Linked DNA regions of Mus musculus: region 2 is linked to region 1. The links are chromatin contacts, called in public HiChIP or PLAC-seq maps. All regions are on one chromosome and are shown on one strand. Each heading gives the region's core, a stretch centred on a gene start, on an enhancer-like site or on the middle of the called end of the contact. The rest is flanking DNA. Distances are from core to core; before and after follow the strand shown.

Evidence for each region. HiChIP or PLAC-seq counts read pairs in DNA pulled down with a chosen protein or histone mark.
Region 2: an H3K27ac HiChIP or PLAC-seq map of T-cell acute lymphoblastic leukemia shows a contact between it and region 1, with 5 times the contacts expected there. The contact joins two enhancer-like sites. A contact is called at or near these places in 3 of 484 Hi-C or Micro-C datasets (embryonic somatosensory cortex, gonadal supporting cells and muscle stem cells), 5 of 115 datasets of contacts at active chromatin or transcription factors (DN3 thymocytes, T-cell acute lymphoblastic leukemia, acute myeloid leukemia and 2 more) and 1 of 9 other capture datasets (embryonic stem cells).

What each region holds. Positions count from the first base shown.
Region 1 is chr15:95,755,628-95,758,864 of GRCm38.p6, reverse strand. No RefSeq gene overlaps it. Among named protein-coding and RNA genes, the nearest start is that of Gm6961, 5.7 kb to the right of the region's middle. Within about 2 kb of position 1,529, at least 92 of the 459 cell types and tissues checked have an H3K27ac peak or open chromatin away from gene starts, as enhancers often do. A contact at or near this core is called in T-cell acute lymphoblastic leukemia, where this site is marked.
Region 2 is chr15:96,343,498-96,346,734 of GRCm38.p6, reverse strand. All of the region lies in intron 3 of Arid2 (AT rich interactive domain 2 (ARID, RFX-like)), which reads right to left. Among named protein-coding and RNA genes, the nearest start is that of Arid2, 58 kb to the right of the region's middle. Within about 2 kb of position 1,659, at least 34 of the 459 cell types and tissues checked have an H3K27ac peak or open chromatin away from gene starts, as enhancers often do. A contact at or near this core is called in T-cell acute lymphoblastic leukemia, where this site is marked.

The DNA of each region.
Region 1 (3,237 bases), core at 280-2,779:
ATCGTCTCATGCGCTTCTCATGTTCTGTGTGTTGTTCTCACTGTCTCAGACATGATACCCATATTTACCGGATTTTTCAGCATAGTTCTACTATCATATAATTTTGTTTTGTTTTGTTTCTTGTTTTTCAGACAGGCTTTCTCTGGGTAGTCCTGGCTGTCCTAGAACTTGCTCTGTAGACCAGGGCAGCCTTGACTTCAGACATCTACCTGCCCCTGCCTCCCATTTACTGGGCTTAAAAAGGAGTGTGCCCCCACCATCTGGCTATAATTCATTTTTTTTAAAAGATGATTGATATCTTAGATTGCTGAAGTATCAGTGGACGCTCACACATTTGTAAGGATTTGATGTGAAAATTACTAATTGGAGAGACCTGTTTTAGACTCTAAGTTCTCATTGGCTGGACCTCTGAAATATGGCCAATAGACTCGATGCTGGTTTTCCGGTTCTCATCCCTTCCTGAATTGTACTAAGCATGAGGGGGTGTTTATGAGAGGCAGCATGCAGAGCCCTGCCTCGTTCTAGGGTAAGTGAGGTAGCTAACTGATGGCACCAGGCTGGTCTGTGTCCTCTCTTTACCTCCTCCCACACCACAGAGCTTTCACTGCGCAGTTAACACAGATGCCAGCAGCATTTCTTCACAGTCCTCACCCTGTAACCTAGATACACACTTTCTCTAGTCTCAGGTTAACAAGAAAACAAGCAAAAAGTATTACCCAAGGATATGTTGGTATTACCCCAAGCGAAGTCAGCAGACAAGAAATTGAGTCCAGTGTGTAGGACACTATTAGGAATCTAGTTTTTTGTTTTTTTTTTTTTCAGATGAGCATTTCCCCTGAGGATAACTAGCTAGGGTTTTTTCCCCCCATTTTTCTTATATGTATAGGTGTTTTTCATCCATGTATGCATGTGCATTATCTGTGTGCAGTACCCAATGGGGCCAGAAGAAGAAACTGCACCCACTCAGCCTGGAGTTACAGACTGCTACGTGCCACCACGTGGGCACTAAGAATTGAACCTCAGTTCTCTGAAAGAGTAGCCAGTGTTCTTAATCACTGAGCCATCTCTCTGGCTTCTTTCAAGTATTTTTAATCGAATGACAATTTATTTTTCTCTTATTTCTCTAATTTTTATACTACCGTATAATGAAATCATTTATAGTATAAGCCCCTAGCTGGGTTGAGGGGGGCACATCTCAGGAACAGGTCATATATTGGGACCTAACTCTTTTGCTACAAGAGTGTCAAGTGAAGAAGCTCTTAACAGACATTTCTTAAGAGAGTCTAGCCACTGTGTGCAAAGAGCACTTGAGACTCAGTCTGGTTTGCCATCAACCAGGTGTAGAAACACAGCGTTTTGGGCCCATCACTATGGGTCTTCTGTGAAAGGAAGTATGATTACATCTGGGTTTCCTAGCCTTGTTGCTACTGCTGGAAGAAGAGGCCTCAGATACTATCAAACACACTGTTGGGAAGCTGTGAGGCCCACTCTCTGCTGCTCCTCGCAGCTGCTCTGACGGTTGCTGAGTCGGTTGCTTACACAGCTGTTGTAGCTGAGGGCGATCCAGGCACCGTTCCAGCCTTCAAGCTGTTTGTTAGCCCTTAGCAGATGCCTTAGAAGTCCGAGGAAGAGCCTGCTCTATAGTGCAGAAACTCGGTTCTGACCATTCCCAACCACTCGGGCTGCCGACTCTGAGGCCTGCCTTCCTGAGTCACAGAACTTTGCATGTGTGAGATCGAAAGTCAATTTGCTTTTTAGGTTTTAGTTGGGATCCTCTATTCCTGCTCCTTCAACCTAGGATTCTGTTAATATTCTCAAGCCACCCTTCCCTTAGCAAGATTTCAATTTCAGAATTCCCTTAATGTGAAGAACAAAATTCTGGCATGCCCAATTTCTTTTGATAGTTTTGTTTACATTTGGGGACCACAATTCAATTTGTCAAATGTTATTGTGAGAGATATAACAAGAGAAAGATGGATTGTTGGCTGTCATTTCAGACTAGTGCCACATTTAGCCATATCACAAGGACAAGACTATGAGAAGCAGGCTGGGTTTTAGACAGACAAGAAAATTGCCCACAAAACAAACCAGCATTGCTAGGGGGCCCTTAAATGTAATGGCTTTATTGACATCATTTGATATAAGGTAAAGAGTGTGTAAACACGTTTTCATTCTGCCACAACCAAGACAATATGAAGGACTCACACTGTTTATTTCCGTGTCCCTTATGTCAGGCGTGTGCTAGTCATGATGGTGTAGCATGTGAGAGATCATGTTAGGCATGTGCTAGTCATGATGGTGTAGCATGTGAGAGATCATGTCAGGCATGTGCTAGTCATGATGGTGTAGCATGTAAAGGCAACGGACATTGCCCCTGACATGATGGAGCTCACTTCTTTTTTTTTTCTCCATTTTTTATTAGGTATTTAGCTCATTTACATTTCCAATGCTATACCAAAAGTCCCCCATACCCCCCCCTCCCATACCCCTACCCACCCACTCCCCCTTTTTGGCCCTGGCATTCCCCTGTACTGGGGCATATAAAGTTTGCAAGTCCAATGGGCCTCTCTTTCCAGTGATGGCCGACTAGGCCATCTTTTGATACATATGCAGCTAGAGACAAGAGCTCCGGGGTACTGCTTAGTTCATATTGTTGTTCCACCTATAGGGTTGCAGTTCCCTTTAGTTCCTTGGGTGCTTTCTCTAGTTCCTCCATTGGGGGCCCTGTGGTCCATTCAATAGCTGACTGTGAGCATCCACTTCTGTGTTTGCTAGGCCCTGGCATAGTCTCACAAGAGACAGCTATATCTGGGTCCTTTCAGCAAAATCTTGCTAGTGTATACAATGGTGTCAGCATTTGGAAGCTGATCATGGGATGGATCTCTGGATATGGCAATCACTAGATGGTCCATCCTTTCGTCAGAGCTCCAAATTTTGTCTCTGTAACTCCTTCCATGGGTGTTTTGTTTCCTATTCTAAGAAGGGGCAAAGTGTCCACACTTTGGTCTTCGTTCTCTTGAGTTTAATGTGTTTAGCAAATTGTATCTTATATCTTGGGTATCCTAAGTTTCTGGGCTAATATCCACTTATCAGTGAGTACATATTGTGAGAGTTCCTTTGTGATTGGGTTACCTCACTCAGGATGATGCCCTCCAGGTCCATCCATTTGGCTAGGAATTTCATAAATTCATTCTTTTTAATAGCTGAGTAGTACTCCATTGTGTAAATGTACCACAT
Region 2 (3,237 bases), core at 410-2,909, 590 kb before region 1:
TCCCAGGGGCAGCAAGGTCCACGGTGCACCAAGCTGAGCTGAGGAAGGGAAGCCTAACTGGGCACGGGTGGGTGCAGTGCATGATCTCAGTAAGTGGTATGTGGGTGAGAAAAGGAAAGGAAAGGAAAAGGGAGGGAAGGGGAAGGGGAAGGGGAAGGGGAAGGGGAAGGGGAAGGGGAAGGGGAAGGGGAAGGGGAAGGGGAAGGGGAAGGGGAAGGGGAAGGGGAAGGGGAAGGGGAAGGAAGAAAGCTACCAGAGAACAGCTTCAGAGAACTGGTTTGTTTTAGGGAGAGGTGGGTGCTTATGCCCCTGGGGAGGTGGCTGGCGTCTCTGAAGCAAGGTCTGGGTAGCTGTGTACCAAAGGCCAGGGCAGCAGTGTGGGAAGACACTCCATGTTCATACTCAGGGGCTGTAGAGTGGTGGGGAGGGGGATGATCTTTTAAGGTCAAGCAAGGGGTGAAGCCTGATAACTGTCGGGGTGATACACTCTTACTGGGGTTGATGGTGGGGAGCCAGTTTTCTGGTGGTGGCAGCTGGGAGGGGGAGCTTAGCCGACTCCTGCCGTCCTCATCTGAGGCATCATCTCAGGTTGAAGCTCCCTTGACCCTGCGTAACCCTGAGCTATTACAGTCCCACGGCCATCAGAGGCAACACGCTATAAAATACAGGGATAGGAAAGGAATTTGCAAACAAGACCCCATTTGCCAAATAATTGACGTGTAGACTTATAAAACTAAAAATCGTCTGCACAGCTACACAAGCAACTGTCAAAGAGGAAGTTCGCAGAATGGAAGAGAATCTCTGCTAGCTATACTTCTCACAGAAGATTAGTATCTGGAATAGGTAAGAACTCAAAAAAGAAAGCAAAAACAAACAAAAACCCATGTAAAAAGGAGGGGTGGGATCTAAACAGAGTTCTCAAAAGAAACAAAAAAAAGCTAAGAACAATCACAGAAATGTTCATCATCCTTACTGAAGAGGGAACCATAAATCCAAACAACGCTGAGCAAGCTCTTACCCCAGTCAGAGCGGCAACCAGCAACACACAGTTGGACAGGCCTGGGAAGGATGGGGAAGGGGACGGGGAAGGGAAGCTCTCACTCACTGCTGGTGGGAGGCCAAACTGGTCCAGCTCCTCAGGAAACAAGTGTGGAAAAATATCAAAAAGCTAGAAATAAATCTACCATATGACCCTTCTAGACCATTCCTTGGCATACGCTCAAAGGACCTGACATCATACCCCACAGACAGATGTGTATGGCCATACTCACTTACAATAGCTCAATAGGGAATGCAACATAAAATGCCTTCACCAGACTCCCAGATAATGAACTGTGGTACATACGACACTATGGACTACTACTCAGTTATAACGAAAAGTAAAGCCACAAACTCTGAAGGCTAATGGACAGAACTAAGACAGATCACACTGAGTCAGAGATTTCAGACCAGAAATGCAAAGATCACATGTTCTCTCTCACTTTTGGTTCCTAACTTCAAGTCCTCAGGTGAACATGCAACTGAAAGTATAAAGTTGTTGGTCAGGTTTTTCTGACTTCATTATAGGCTACTGCTGCTGCCTTTAGTGCCCTCCAGAGGCCTTTGAACACAGGACCTGGAAATCTGGATCTGACCTGAAAGCCTCCTTCCTGTGCTCTAACTTTCATAGTATCAGAAGGCGCCATGCAAACTTCAAAGGAGGGAAGCCACACCTAGCTACCACAGTGGCACGTGAATCTTGGAGATAACCAACAGCTCTTTAATTACTTGTAGTATATTTCTATGTCACAAAACACCTCATTAATGAAAATTAAAAAATACCACACACCTCAGACAAAGGCCTTAGTGGAAGTGAGCTGGGGCTGACATGGAAGCCTCCTCCCCGGGTAACTTATCAGGAGGCACCGTGCAGGGAAAAGAAGGAAAGAAGACAAGGGTGGCAGGGGCAAAGAGAACAGGCAAGAATGAGGAAGGCACATGTGTAGAGGGGAGGGGAGGGGAGGGGAGGGGAGGGGAGGGGAGGGGGAGACTATCTCGCTGGGTTACTCACGCCACAGACAGTGGCTAAGGAACCAGGGTTAGGAATCCCGTTCCATCAGATACACAAAAATGAATTCACCACTTCACTCTCTGACCTAGACAGTGAAAGTGAAGGATGGGACCACATGGGGCTAAGCCTTGCTGGGGACGGAGCTTGTTCAACTAAAGGGCACAAGACAGTCCGTCCACAAACACACACACTGGCAACAAGAACATGAAGGGCGACAGCCGCTTCTGCAGCTCTGTTCTAATTACTCATTCCCTCTTTCAAATCTGTTCCAGGTCATCAAATAAAAGAAACATATTTAATATTTTGAAAATAATTTTAACAAATAAGAAGCAAACTATAAACCACAACAATGCTAAATACAAAAAAAGTTTTTTTTTCTCCCATGCACATAAAATGTAACAGATTAGCCACAGGCTATAAGGTCAGCACAATCTACCTAGAAACCCTCACTTTTGGGTTCTCTATCATGCGGCGACTCTCAGTTGCTTTTCTCTTGTCCTGATCTGTAAACTGCTACAACTATTTCATTGCTTTAATCATATTTTGTTACACACTTACTTCTTTTTTTTTTGTAAAGATTTATTTATTTATTTATTATAAGTAAGTACACTGTAGCTGTCTTCAGACACTCCAGAAGAGGGTGTCAGATCTTGTTACGGATGGTTGTGAGCCACCATGTGGTTGCTGGGATTTGAACTCCGGACCTTTGGAAGAGCAGTCGGGTGCTCTTACCCACTGAGCCATCTCACCAGCCCCCTACTTCTTTTAAAAAAAAAAAAAAAAAATCATCATATTAGGGCACTTTCCAAAATCTATGAACCCAGCATGAGGTGAAAAGTAACAAGATTTCTTCAAAAGCACAATGTGAAAATCACAAAGGCTAACTTTCTGTAATTTAGGAAATAACTGACAGTTATATTGGAGAGAGAAGAAGGGTAGTTTTGGTCATAATATTCAGAATACACAACACAGAATGAGCCACAAAGCCTCAGACACTGGGATTTGAGTTTGTCTACATGACTTTGAGCATTCCATTGACACAAGATTTTAATGAAGACGGTTCATGGGGCAAACAAATATGATCAGACTGCTTTTGTAGACAATTGTTGGTTCATGTGTTAGGAGCAGGAACAAAGCATATGCTTCAAGGTTATTGTTTTAGCTCCAACAGCTTGTCAAGAAACTGA